Linked DNA regions of Mus musculus: region 1 is linked to region 2. A link is a contact called in public HiChIP or PLAC-seq data. All regions are on one chromosome and are shown on one strand. Each heading gives the region's core, a stretch centred on a gene start, on an enhancer-like site or on the middle of the called end of the contact. The rest is flanking DNA. Distances are from core to core; before and after follow the strand shown. Region 1 overlaps Prkcq (protein kinase C, theta). Region 2 has its middle 35 kb from the start of Prkcq.

The links. HiChIP or PLAC-seq counts read pairs in DNA pulled down with a chosen protein or histone mark.
Region 1: an H3K27ac HiChIP or PLAC-seq map of regulatory T cells shows a contact between it and region 2, with 5 times the contacts expected there. The contact joins two enhancer-like sites. A contact is called at or near these places in 2 of 15 datasets of contacts at CTCF or cohesin (CD8 T cells and large pre-B cells), 7 of 484 Hi-C or Micro-C datasets (B cells, cortical neurons, embryonic fibroblasts and 2 more) and 2 of 115 datasets of contacts at active chromatin or transcription factors (the HPC-7 cell line and regulatory T cells).

What each region holds. Positions count from the first base shown.
Region 1 is chr2:11,283,601-11,290,171 of GRCm38.p6, reverse strand. It overlaps Prkcq (protein kinase C, theta), which reads right to left. Exons shown (of 18, transcript NM_008859.2): 15 at 6,288-6,426. Among named protein-coding and RNA genes, the nearest start is that of Gm13293, 53 kb to the left of the region's middle. Within about 2 kb of position 1,946, at least 20 of the 459 cell types and tissues checked have an H3K27ac peak or open chromatin away from gene starts, as enhancers often do. A contact at or near this core is called in CD8 T cells and regulatory T cells, where this site is marked.
Region 2 is chr2:11,134,336-11,140,592 of GRCm38.p6, reverse strand. No RefSeq gene overlaps it. Among named protein-coding and RNA genes, the nearest start is that of Prkcq, 35 kb to the left of the region's middle. Within about 2 kb of position 4,677, at least 7 of the 459 cell types and tissues checked have an H3K27ac peak or open chromatin away from gene starts, as enhancers often do. A contact at or near this core is called in CD8 T cells and regulatory T cells, where this site is marked.

The sequences.
Region 1 (6,571 bases), core at 697-3,196, 150 kb before region 2:
TCGAAATGGCTCCGCCATGACCAAGTTTCTGCCTGTAAGTAAACACTTCAGAGTCTCACTTTGCATTTTTCTCATTGGCGTTGAGTGCAATGACTGAAGCAAGCCTGTAGCTTTTATTTTCCCATCTGTGCTATGAGGTTCTGGGGAGGTAGGTATTGTGTCCTACAGAGCTGGCTTGACGCTAAGTTCTCCATTATTACCTTTGGTGTGGACTGCTAAGTGAAACCTACTTACTTATATTCTCTCAGCTCTGCATAAAATCACTGAGGGGAACTGATGAACCAGAGATACCACTTAATCAAGTCTTTAAAACCTAGCCAATCACAATTGTGCACGTCAAGAGTTATGCGCTTAGTCAATGGGATGAAGAATCAAGTCATGTGATTAGCATGAGCAAGGAGAGCAGAACTCTTCAGACCCAGAAGTCAGAGGACATCCCAGAGCTACGAGCAGCTCGGAGAACGGTCTGGGTCTGTCATCCAGGCAGGAGGATTAAAGGTAGGAATTTACTGAACTTACAAAATAAATCAATCCTTTTGATCAGTTTACTGTTTATAGCAATAGAGACTTTGTACCTCCACGTTCAACAGCTTCCTTGTCTGCTGTTGAAAGGCCAAAACTGTACAAGCCACTGTGAATATCAGCTGAGTGCAGCAGGCCCGGGCTTTGCTAAAACAGTTCATAGTGGGATCCATGACTGCATGAAGGCTGAAGGTGATGTGATGGTGGGCGGGTGTGTAAACAAAGGCAAAAAAGTCAGTGTGCTTAAGACACATGGGCACTCTGTTTAATGTAGCAGCATGGGATCTAAGGTAGGGCGTCAGCCCATCAATGGAATGAATGCACAAAGAAACTGGGATACGTAGATGCAGCCCAATGCTACCCAAACTTACAAACATATACGAGCCCAGAGCACTTCCGTGCTAGGTGAAGCAAGACTCCACTCAGATGAGATACTCCAGCCTCTGGATCAGAGACACGATACAGTGTCCCACAACCCAACAGTTCTGGTGGCTGTATAAAGCCCCACATGTCCTTCAAGTGCCAAATCTCTCATTTGCACAGCTTGGGGAAGACTCCTTACCCCTTTATAAACTACCTTAGTAGAGAGGATAGTCACACTTGCTATCTTATTGCAGGGTGGCTCTAAAGAGCCTGTGGAAAGTAGGAAACTCACGGTGATTTGTGATAGGATTTGTGACCTGAAATCTTCTGCAAGCGCAGTGCTGAACAGCTACTTGGATGAGACTTATCCCCATGAGTGAAAATAAAGATCATTTTGCAATCTGCCACCATTGTGAACTGCTACCTGATAGCTGCAATTCAATATTTAAATATACAAGCTCACTTTAAAGTTGACAAACAAAAAGTCAACTTCACTGGCCTTAAGGAATAATGTAAAAGTCGACTTCTGTGAATTCACCATGAGTACGTATAATCAATTGGTTCAGCCCTACACTCAAAAGGAAACCTCCTGTACTAGGTACCAGGCTCAGACGCAATTCCCACGGTAAGCCACCAGGTGGCGCCAAAGCAACCAGAGCCGGTCCTGAGCAACAAGCCTCTATGTAAACAACTTCATTTTAGAGGAACAAATGAAATTTGGAGGCCAGGAGACAGCTGTCGTGGAAATTAGAGCTTCGAGATTGGTTATGTTAGTTAAAGTAAATGCAGTTTTATGCTGGGAGGGAGGAGCAGACTGCACATTCACACAGGGAACAGGCTGTTCAAGAGGGAATGCTAACATACACCAGGTGTCATTTCATACGCGATGTCCGGACGCGCTGCTGTTATCCCTGGAGGAGGATGGCTGGACTTAGGAGGCTCTGTGTCTTATTTCAGATCTCACAGTGAGTTGAGAGCTGGTTCTGAAGTCCAGTCTTTGAGGATTTCAATCCATAGTTGATAATCGTCTCCTGCTATTTCTCTCTCCCTGCACGGTTCTTTCTACACTAACTGTTCTGAGGTGGAGAGGGCAGCAGAGCTGTACTGGGTAGAGGGTCAACCTTCCCTAGCTCTGCCTTCCTCCAAGAACTGAGACCCAGCTTCAAACCGGAGAAATGAGCCAAATTATAATAATGCCTTTGTCACGTGCTGACACAGACTCCCTTTGTCCCTTGCAGTGGGTGTGCCTTGGAGCTATTGTGTTAAGGTGCGCACACTCCTTGGATGAGGTTGAATAGCTACTCGATGACATGAATCCCGTTAGTCAGTTGCGATCAGAGCATTCGGATTAGAGAGAGAGTTTAAATAAATGATACGAATCTATGAGAGGTAGGAAATGGTCCCTCAGCCACGTCTGAAGCTGAACCAGCGGACACACTAACCATATTTTGGCCAAAAAGAAGCTTGATTGAAAAATAAAAGCCTTGAAAGTAGTGTTTTGGATGATGGACTTATATCTGCTATCATCAGGGATAGTCCTTGCTAAATACAGATTACAAATTCTGTTTCATATTGGACCTGCTTGGCCCTTTACCAGCCATGATAGTATGAGAATCGGAAGAAATACATTAGACCTTTCAGTTCCAGAGCCTTAGATCATTAAACCAAGACTTTAAAAAAATGATTTTTAAAAAATTACGTTTATTAAATGCAGGGAGACATGTGCTTGCCATGTACACGTGTGGAGGTCAGGGGACAATTTCCCAGGAGTCCATTCTATCGTGGGATGGATCTTAGGTTGTCAGGCTTGGTAGCAAGTGACTTTACCTGCTAAGCCCTAAACCAAAGAAAATTTAAAGTTATAGTCTTCATCCCTCATCAAGGAAAATTTTCTTTGTGGCAGATGGAGAAATCATTACAGAAAAACAAACAAACAAACAAACAAAAAAACCCCGGAGGTTGGAGCCCAGTGTACCAAGGGATGCTTCTATTATACAACTCCCACACTGAAGGCTCAGGGAACGGTGCTGACGTGAGGAAAGAAAGACTGTAGGAGCCAGAAGAACAGATTTGCTGTGAGGCTGTCTCTCCTAAGAACTTCAGAAGTTGTACCTACAAAGTCTCACCAATAGGTCTGCTAAACACAAGCTGAAGAAGGGCTAAAGAGGGCAGAGGAAGTACATGAAGCCTCAGCCCTGGACAAAGAATTACAGGCAACTAAGGGACACGAGAGCACTCTAGCTGGTCATCTACTATCAAATGGTCAGCCCTGGAAACACACACACACACACACACACACACACACACACACACACACACACACACACACAAATAATGTAAAGACCAAGCAGGCTGAATGTATGTATTTAGGAACACACACATGCAATAGCAACAATTAAGGAAAAAAGAATCCATAAATTTGAAAGAGCAAGGAGGGATATATAGGAAGGTTGGAGAGAGAAAAAAGAAGGGGGGATGATGTAATTATATTAAATCTCAATTATAAAAGAAATAGAAGGTGTGGGCCACCACTGCCCTGCAAAGAAATAATTTCCAAAAAGCTTTTTGATCTAATTTTAATGACATATTCTTACCTTCTACTATTAACAAAGTAGAATAAAATTAAGCTATTTGGTACCAGTTTTTTTTTTTTTATATTTCATTCTTAGTTCAATTTGATCTTAAACATTTTAGCCATGTTCTTTAAATCATAGACCACGAATGTAGCAATGAATGTGTAATGTAAACACATATACATATCTTTAGAGTGTTTATTTAACTGATAAAGAAACATCATCAAACAGTTTGAGGATATGGGGCTGCTGAGATGGCTCAGGGGGTAAAGGGGCTTGCTGACAAGTTTGATGACCTGAGTTCAATCCCCAGGAAGCCACCTGGTAGAGGAAGAGCATTGATGCCTGTGAAATGTCCTCTGACTTTCCCATGTAAACTAGGATGACCCTCATGTGTGCATGCATACATAAATGATGATCATATAGACTGATAAATAAATGTGTTTCAAAGGCTTGAAAACATGTAAGAGGTTGGTGATGTATGGGATGGAGAGAAGCCATGAGGAAGGGTATTGCCATATCTGGGATTCAGGGCAAGAGGAGACAGATTTCCTAGAGCAATGCCCAGAAAGGATGGAGAAGAACTGGACATTCTTTGGAGGCCAATAAAACGATGCAAAAAACAAGGGGCAAGTCTTGATTCAGTCTCAGCATCCAGGAAGTGAGAGATCCCATTCGAGAAAGCCTTGGAGTTTGGCTGTATTTGGAGATAGAGAAGAACACTTGAATATTGTATTTCAATTTTTGTTGTTGTTGAGACAACTGGTAGGTGGCTTCATGGTTAGTCATGAAAGATATATTAAGGAAAAGAGAGAGGGAAGGTTCACCAGAGAAAGTGAGTTTGGAGGCTGTGAAGTTTGAAGGGCATGTGATCTATGTAAGTCTGTGATGTATATAGGTCTGTAGTAAGACAAAGTTTGGCCTGACCATGCTTATTCTGGAGCTAAAACTATTGTCATAGATAAAGTTACTCATTAAAGAATACTCAAGGAGGGGCTGGAAAGGTGGCTGGGCAGATAGCAAATATTGCTTGTCTTAGGGTTTTACTGCTGTGAACAGACACCATGACCAATGCAAGTCTTACAAAGGACAACAGTTAATTGGGCTGGCTTATAGGTTCAGAGATTCAATCTATTATCATCAAGGCGGGAGCAGGGCAGCATCCAGGCAGGCATGGTGCAGGAGGAGCTGAGAGTACTACATCTCCATCTGAAGGCTGCTAGCAGAATACTGACTTCCAGGCAGCTAGGATGAGGATCTTAAAGCCCACACCCATAGTGACACACCTACTCCAACTGGGCTATACCTTCTAATCGTGCCACTCCCTGAGCCAAGCATATACAAATCACCATATTGCTCTTGCAGAGCATTGGAGGTCAATTCCCAGTACCAATGTTGGGCTATTCACAACTACCTGTTGTTCAGCTTCAGGGGGATCTGCCACTCTCTTCTTGCCTCTCTGGGTACCACTACATAATAAGAAGGTGATCAGAGACAGAGACAGAGACAGAGACAGAGACAGAGACAGAGAGTCACACACACACACACACACACACACACACACACACACACACACACACACACACAGAGAGAGAGATAGAGAGAGACAGACAGACAGACAGACAGACAGAGGAAGTGGATACCCAATAAGAAGTGAGAACTAATCATGGAGCCACGGGGAGAGGAGCATGCTTCCTTAAGGCAAGGTCTCTCACTGAATTTGGATCTAGGCTTGTAGTCAGCGGTCAGCAAACCCTAGTGATTCTCTTGTCCCTACCTTCTAAAGCTCTGAGGTTATAGGTGGACATGGCCATGCCTGGATTTTTAAGTGGGAGCTGGAAGATTTGAAACCCAGGTCCCTATACTTGCATAGGAAGATGTCTTACTCACTGTGCCATCTCTCTTGCTCCTGAGCTATGCGAGTTATAAGCAATGGAGGAGCCTGGGTGGAGGGTGCAGATGTTTCTGAGCTAGCTACCTTTGGGACTTCTTACAAACCTATCGTTATTTCAAAACTTTAAAAAGATTTTTAAAAAGCGAGCAACACGACCAGGCTTTAGCGCAAACAGGCAGCTATGCAGGAGATTGAAAGATACAAATACTATAACTGCAACATGGCCAGTCAGCTCGTGCTATGAGGAGCACCACATGGGAAGGCAGGCTCTATTCTCCCTGGGGTGTGCATCTGGAGGAGGGTTCCCCAGGTGGAAAGGGAGTTTAGCTGAAAGGACAGGTACCTCCTGAGGAAATGCTGGTCCTCAGGTTACCAAGAAACCATTTACTGTTACTGTTTTGGTAGGGCTAGAGTGAAGCTTAAGTTTTGGAAGCTCCTTTTTTTTTTCTTAGCAATGATTAATCATATATAATAATGGATTTCATTATGAAATTTTCAGCCATGTAGATGCTCCCTCCTTTAATATCTGCAAAACCACCATGACCAGAGTTATACTCATTGTAGAGAACAATCTACACACATTTAGAAATGGGTTGTGGGGGGTGCTGACAATGCTTCCACCTTCCCCTTCTGTCGAGGTTTTCTGACCCCACGTTTACCCCTGATTGAGTTGGATTTCTGATTTTAGCTCTTTGCTAGGTGCTCCTTCTGTTGGATTTGAACAGGTAATTTTTAAGGCTGAGGTTGTTTGGAACCACCACTCAAATGGAATCTAGTCACAGAAAGATGTTAGTTGTAAAACTCAAAAGACCCATTTGTGTGTCTGCAACTGGAAAATACTCCAGGACCAAACTGAATACTGAGCCTTAGGGCAAAACGCACTTGGCTTCAGCACACCAGGCTGAGAAAGGGCCACCCAGGCAGTGCGTCCCTACCTCCGGAGCAATGTAGTCAGGAGTTCCACAGAAAGTATTTGTCTTCGCATCTCCTAGCATGTTCTCTTTGCACATCCCAAAGTCTGCTATTTTGATATGTCCATCTCTGTCTAACAGGATATTATCAAGCTTCAGGTCCCTGAAAAACAAAAGAAAAGCGAAATCTCACTTGAATGAACACAGTTATTTTAAAGTGAAATTCTCATGGGGTGTGGCAGCTGTGTCATCACAGCTGGGTGGGGGAGTCAGAGGGCTGACCACGAATGGCTGTTCTCAGTTGCTCA
Region 2 (6,257 bases), core at 3,428-5,927:
ATGCTAACATTTGTTGAGCATTTGTGTGCACTGGGCTGAGCACTTTTGTTGGCGATGAGTATTCATGAATTATGTGTGGGGTACAATTCCTGTTTCTGTTTCACAGAATGAGAAAATGAGTCTTGATTAAATAGGGCTAGGGAGATGGCTTGGTGGGTAAAGTGCTTGCTGCACAGACATGCATAGGAACCTGAGTTTGAATCCCCAGAAGCCATATAAAACTTGGCTTGGTAACCTGTACCTGTAACCCCACTGTGCCTATAGCAACATGGGCGAGAGTGGCATCTTCATGGGCTATTGTGCCAGTTATTGTGTGGGTAGGGGCAAGGGGCAAGGGGCAAGGGTAAGGGCAAGGATTGATAACCCAAAGTTGTTCTCTGACCTTCACGTGTGTGCATTTTTCTGCATGAATATATGTACACACACACACACACACACACACACACACACACATACACAGAGTCAAATAATTTCATCCTTTTCTCTTTTGGCATGCACAGTTCCTATCCATCCACGTTATGCTTCATGAAAAATTTTTTTCTAGATTCCTGTGCTAGGCTAGATGGTCCTGACTCTAATGTTGAAAATGGATCTCATGCTGTCTCAGAAACTCAGTTTCCAGGAGTCATGAGTCATCTATTCTCCTTTTAGATCTCCAGGGACCAAGAAGAAAGGAGAACTACTCTTATGCAAATCTCATGTAATGTAACCAAGCATCTCACTGAGAAGGAACTGGCTTGACTTAGGGCAGTTTACAAAGGGATTTGTAGACCAGTCCCCAAGCATGGTTGAAGGCTGTATAATTAGTTACATTAATCTAGTGAATACTGGCCAAATGCTTGGTAATGATGTCTAACTGGGGCATTTCCAAAGACCCTTTGTTGTCTAATTAGGAGATAATGGATGTGTGTGTAGAGGGCAGAGGGTTCTAAAAGGCACTGTTGTGGCAGTGTGCTTATACCTAGCTCAGCACAATGACCTTCTAAGCCAGCTCTTCAAATAAATTGACATCATTATGGCATGTGAATTAAGAAGGGGTCATTATTCACTAACTAATTTTAACACAGCCTTAGGGGCAAACAACTACTTCTGGGAATACTAAAAGGTATCCAGATGAACATTTCACTGAACACAAAGAAGACGTTATACGCCCTGCCTAGGTCTTCTCTTCCTCACTGTCTTCCCATGGGCTCATGTGCATAGACAGGTATTTCTTCTTCTTCTTCTTCTTCTTCTTCTTCTTCTTCTTCTTCTTCTTCTTCTTCTTCTTCTTCTTCTTCTTCTTCTTCTTCTTCTTCTTCTTCTTCTTCTTCTTCTTCTTCTTCCCCGCCTCCTCCTCCTTCTCCTCCTCCTTCTTTTTTTTCCCCCCGGAGCTGAGGACAGAACCCAGTGCCTTGCGCTTGCTAGGCAAGCACTCTACCACTGAGCTAAATCCCCAACCCAGTATTTCTTCTTTTATGTGAAACATGAAAGCATTAAGCAAAACAACCCTACTTGGCCCTTTCTAACTGCAGTCTCTGACTGGATTTGTACTGGTTTCTCCCTCCACCGAAGATGATATTAAGACTTACATTTCAAGTCAGGAGTGGTGGCGCACGCCTTTAATCCCAGCACTCGGGAGGCAGAGGCAGGTGGATTTCTGAGTTCGAGGCCAGCCTGGTCTACAAAGTGAGTTCCAGGACAATCAGGGGCCAGCAGAATGACCGACCCGACAGCTTAAAAAGCCTCCCTAGATGTCAAGGCACAGCCTGCAGTCCTAGCACTCCTAAGGTGAGACAACGGTGGGAAAGGAGAAGTGCCTGGGAGCTGGGGAGCAGAAGCAGGGAGCCTGTGGTCCATAGCATGACAGAGGTTGGAGGGGAATGGAAGGTGAGAACCAGCTCTTGGAAGAGTCCTCTAATTGCCACATGCTTCCCAAGACATGAACTCAGAAATCTGCCTGCCTCTGCATCCTAAATGCCGGGATTAAAGGCATGTGGCACCACTGCCTGACTTATTTTGTTTTCAATACAATCAATTACATACTGACCACAGCTCCCCACCCCCAGTCCCCTCCCTACGCCAGATTCACTCTTCCTTTGTTTCCCAAAAAGGTCTCCCAGAAATATCAACAGGAACGCTAAATAGCATGTTATAATAAGAATTGGCACAAACCCTCACATCAAAGCTGGACAAGGCAACCCAGGAGGAGGAAAAGGATCCTAAGAGCAAGTGAAAGAGTCAGAACCTACTCCCACTGTTACGAGTCCCACAGAAACACCCTAACATATGCAAAAGACCCAGCACAGACCCATGCAGACTTCATGATTGCCGCTTTAGTCTTTGTGATGCCCTATAATAAGCCTTGCTGAGTTGTGGACCTTCTGTGGGATTTGTTCTTCTGGTGCACTTGACCCCTGTGGCTCCGACAGTTCTTCCTTCCCATCTTTCACAGGGATCGCTGAACTCTGAGGGGAGGGGCCGGATGGAGATCTCCAGCTTGGGATCTCTCTCTACCTAATGATTGGCTGTGGGTTCTGTATGTGCTCCCATCAGCTCCGGTGGGGGTGGGTCGGGCTAGGCATTGATCTATGCATATGGCAGACTATCATTAGGAATCACTTTATTGATTTTTTTTCCTCTCTGGGTCCTGGCCATTCAGGAAGTGTCAGGCATGGGTTCCCTCTCGTGGCATAAATCTAAAGTTATATCAGTCCCTGGTTGGCCACTCCCACGACTTCTGTGCCTCCAATGCCGCACCACATCTTGCAGACAGGATAGACTGTCAGTCGAAGGCTGTGTGGTTTGGTTGGTGTCTCAGTTCCACCACTGGAAGCCTTGCCTGGTTATAGAGCATGGCTGGTTCAGGCTCTGTAGTCTCCATTAGTAGGAGTCCTCACTAGGACCAGCGCCACAGAACTGGGAGTTCCTATAGCAGTAGGTTTCCACATCAATTCAATTCCAGTCATCTCTCCCCATAGTCTTTCTCTCCATCCTCCCCATCCTCAACCTGATTCCACCTGCTCCCATTCCCACCTGTCTTCTAGTCCACCCACAGAAATCTATTTCCCCTTCCCAGGATGATCCGTGCATCCCCCCTACAGTCCTCCTGTCCACTTAGACTTTCTGGATCTGTGGGCTGCACTATGGTTAACCTTTACCCAACAGTTAATATCCCCTTATAAGCATGTACATACCATGTTTGTCTTTCTGAGTCTGAGTTACCTCACTCAGGATGATTTTTTCCTACTTCCATTCATTTGCCTGCAAAGTTCATGATATTGTCTTTAAACAACTGAGCAATACTCCATTGTGTAAATGTACCCATGTTTTCTTCTTTGGTTGAGGGGCATCTAGCTTGTTTCCAGTTTCTGTCTATTATGAATAAAGCTACTATGAACATATTTGAGCAAGTGTCTCTGAGGTAGAATGAAATGTTTCTCAGGTATATGTCCAAGAATGGTATAGGTGAGTTTTGAGGTAGATCAATTCCCAGTTTTCTGAGGAATCACAATACTGATTTTCATAGTGGTTGTCCAAGTTTGCAGTCCCACCAGCAATGGAGGAGTGTTCTCCTTGTCAGCATCATCTGTCATTTGTGTTACTGATTTTGATGTTCTGACAGGTATAGGATGGAATCTCAATGTAGCTTTGATTTGCATTTCCCTGACAGCTAAGGCAAGTGTTTCCCAGTCATTTGGGTTTCCTCTATTGAGAATTCTTTGTTTAGATTGTACCCCATTTTTAAATTGGGCTATTTGTTTTCTTGATATCTAGTTTCTTTTAAACAAATGAGTGTCCCAGTGTCAGACACAGAGCAGGCAGAGTTGAACCTGAATCTGCTGTAGAGATTTTGCCTGTAGACCTGCTTTAGCCTCTGGCAGATGAATATGAGATCTGCTTCCCCAAACCAGTATGGCTCAGCATCCATAGGCATCTTACAAAACTGCAGATGCACATGGCTAGCGAAATGGTGGGTGCTGCCTCCCTGAGACCTGGAATACTGGATAAGAGTTGAGATATACAAATTCCTCCTCAATGCCCTGACCCTCCCAGAGTAGGTGTGACATCAGACACATTCAAGCTGATGTGTGCTACACATAGAACAAGGAGATCAGGGAGATGAAAGAGACAGTGTTGATGTCTGTTATAGTCAACACCAGGATGGCAGAAGTCATTTGATAGGTGTATGGAGTCCAGAGATGTTTTACCATTAATAAAGACCAAACTTCTGGACCAAATTTGGACTCCTCTGAGTCAAATACTTGACCTTGGCCTGTAATGACTGTGAACTTTTAGGAAAACCATTTTTTACTCTTACACTAAATGCTGTGTACAAACACTAGCATGGTTTCTAAGTTCAAGCTGTGTCCTTAGGATCAAGGCTGCAGTCCCCAAGCTTCTGCCTATAAACAAGGCTGCCAGGAACAGTTAATATATGTTCTAGTCAACATCCCAAGACATGAATTCTGTCTTCTAGTCTCATGGGAGGGTAGAGGTTAACCTGAGCAAACACCACCGTGTTGGTTTTATTATCATTGTGATCAAGTATTTTTTCCGTAAATAATTTAGAGAAGGAAGTATTTCTTTTATCTCAGTTTCAGAAGGTTCGTGGTTCTGTTGGCTCTGTGGGCCTGGGCATCGCTGTGGCAGGAGTGTGTGGAGGAAGGGATTCCTCTCTTCATGGCTGACAGGAAGTAGGGAGGGGAGGAGCAAAACACCCCAAAAAACCTCTCCTAGAGCTCTTTCTCTGGCTATGGCTAGGTCCTACCTCCTAAAGTTTCCAGAGCCTCCCAAACAGCACCACCACCTGGGGCCTTAGACTTTAACACCGGTTGGAAACGTTTGTTATTCAAGGCATAAAAACCAGTTAAGAGACTCACATGACCTAAAAACTGAGGAAAACACCCTCCCTGCCTTGGGCAAATTTCTACTCCCCAGATAACTGGATCCCTTCCTCTGCCCCTTTCCCATCTCGGTTTCTCGCATTCCCTTCCCTTTTCTTCCCCACTATCTTTCTTCTCCCTGTTTTGATTTGGTTTTCAAACACACTCACTTCTGCGCATATTGAAGATAAGCTGTTTATACTGGGATTCTTTTTTATGCAGTAGACAGAAGAAAATCTGTTCTCATCAATTTCTAATCGGGGATTGGCATCCTTTGCATCCAAATCCTTCCTCCTTCCCTGGGCCCCCTTTATTGTCATTTCTTTTGGTTAATGGAACATGGAACATACAGTGATACTTACCATTTTGTTTTTAAATAAACTTGAAATTTAGATTTATCATCCATCTATGTCTATCTGTCTGTCTGCCACTCTCTTTCTATGTATCATTACTATCCTATCTATCTATCATCTATCTATCTATCTATCTATCTATCTATCTATCTATCTATCTATCTATCTATCTATCTATCACCTAACATCATTATCTATCAAATGTAGCTGACTATGAATCAGAGATATAACTTAAATTTGTTTTGTATAAGCTATGAATTCATGGTCATGAATAAATAAATATACATACATATGTATAACACAGCTGGTTTGATTACATACCCACAAGGTTTTCACAACCTATTCCCTTGATGTATGGGGTTTATTTTAAATGACTAAATCCTGTTGCTATAAGGATCCTGAGAATTGCCTGAAGGTAGGAGGATCTGTCTCTTTTGATGGAGAAGCAATGAGGAGATGAACTTCTTTTCTAATGGCTTCAGGGAATTAAAACATTCAAAAGACTTTTGAGATCCTTAGGTAGCTAATTCATGAAATACTCACATTAATTAAACCATTTATTCTGTCAATGGTCTTTAGCCAAGGGCCACTCAAAATCCTTCTGTAGAAAGGACAGGCTAATTATTTATTGCAGTGAGGGAAAATACACACTATGGAGGGTTTAAAAAGTGCAGTAACAGTATATAGACTTTGAGCTGTAATCAGGAGATGGTGCAAGGATATGAGTTCTTTGTAGACACATGAAGTCCATGAAACCAGTAAGTAATCCAAGGGATGGAGGCTGGAAGGACTGGTAGGGCAGCTGCTTCTCACTGGTTCCGAGGAGGGGTATTAGATATTTATGGGTGACTTTATTATAATTTTTGCCTATGCTTAGATGGAATTAGGAAGTGGACCTGCTTTGTTTCACTTCACAATTAGCTCAGAGTCAATGTCTCTGAGGCTGGTCTCTTCTGAGGTAGTTTATGTCTAACAAGAGAATTAGCCTGTCCTAGCTGACATTCCAGGCCAACTTCTGAAGGACACAGACTGTGGTCTT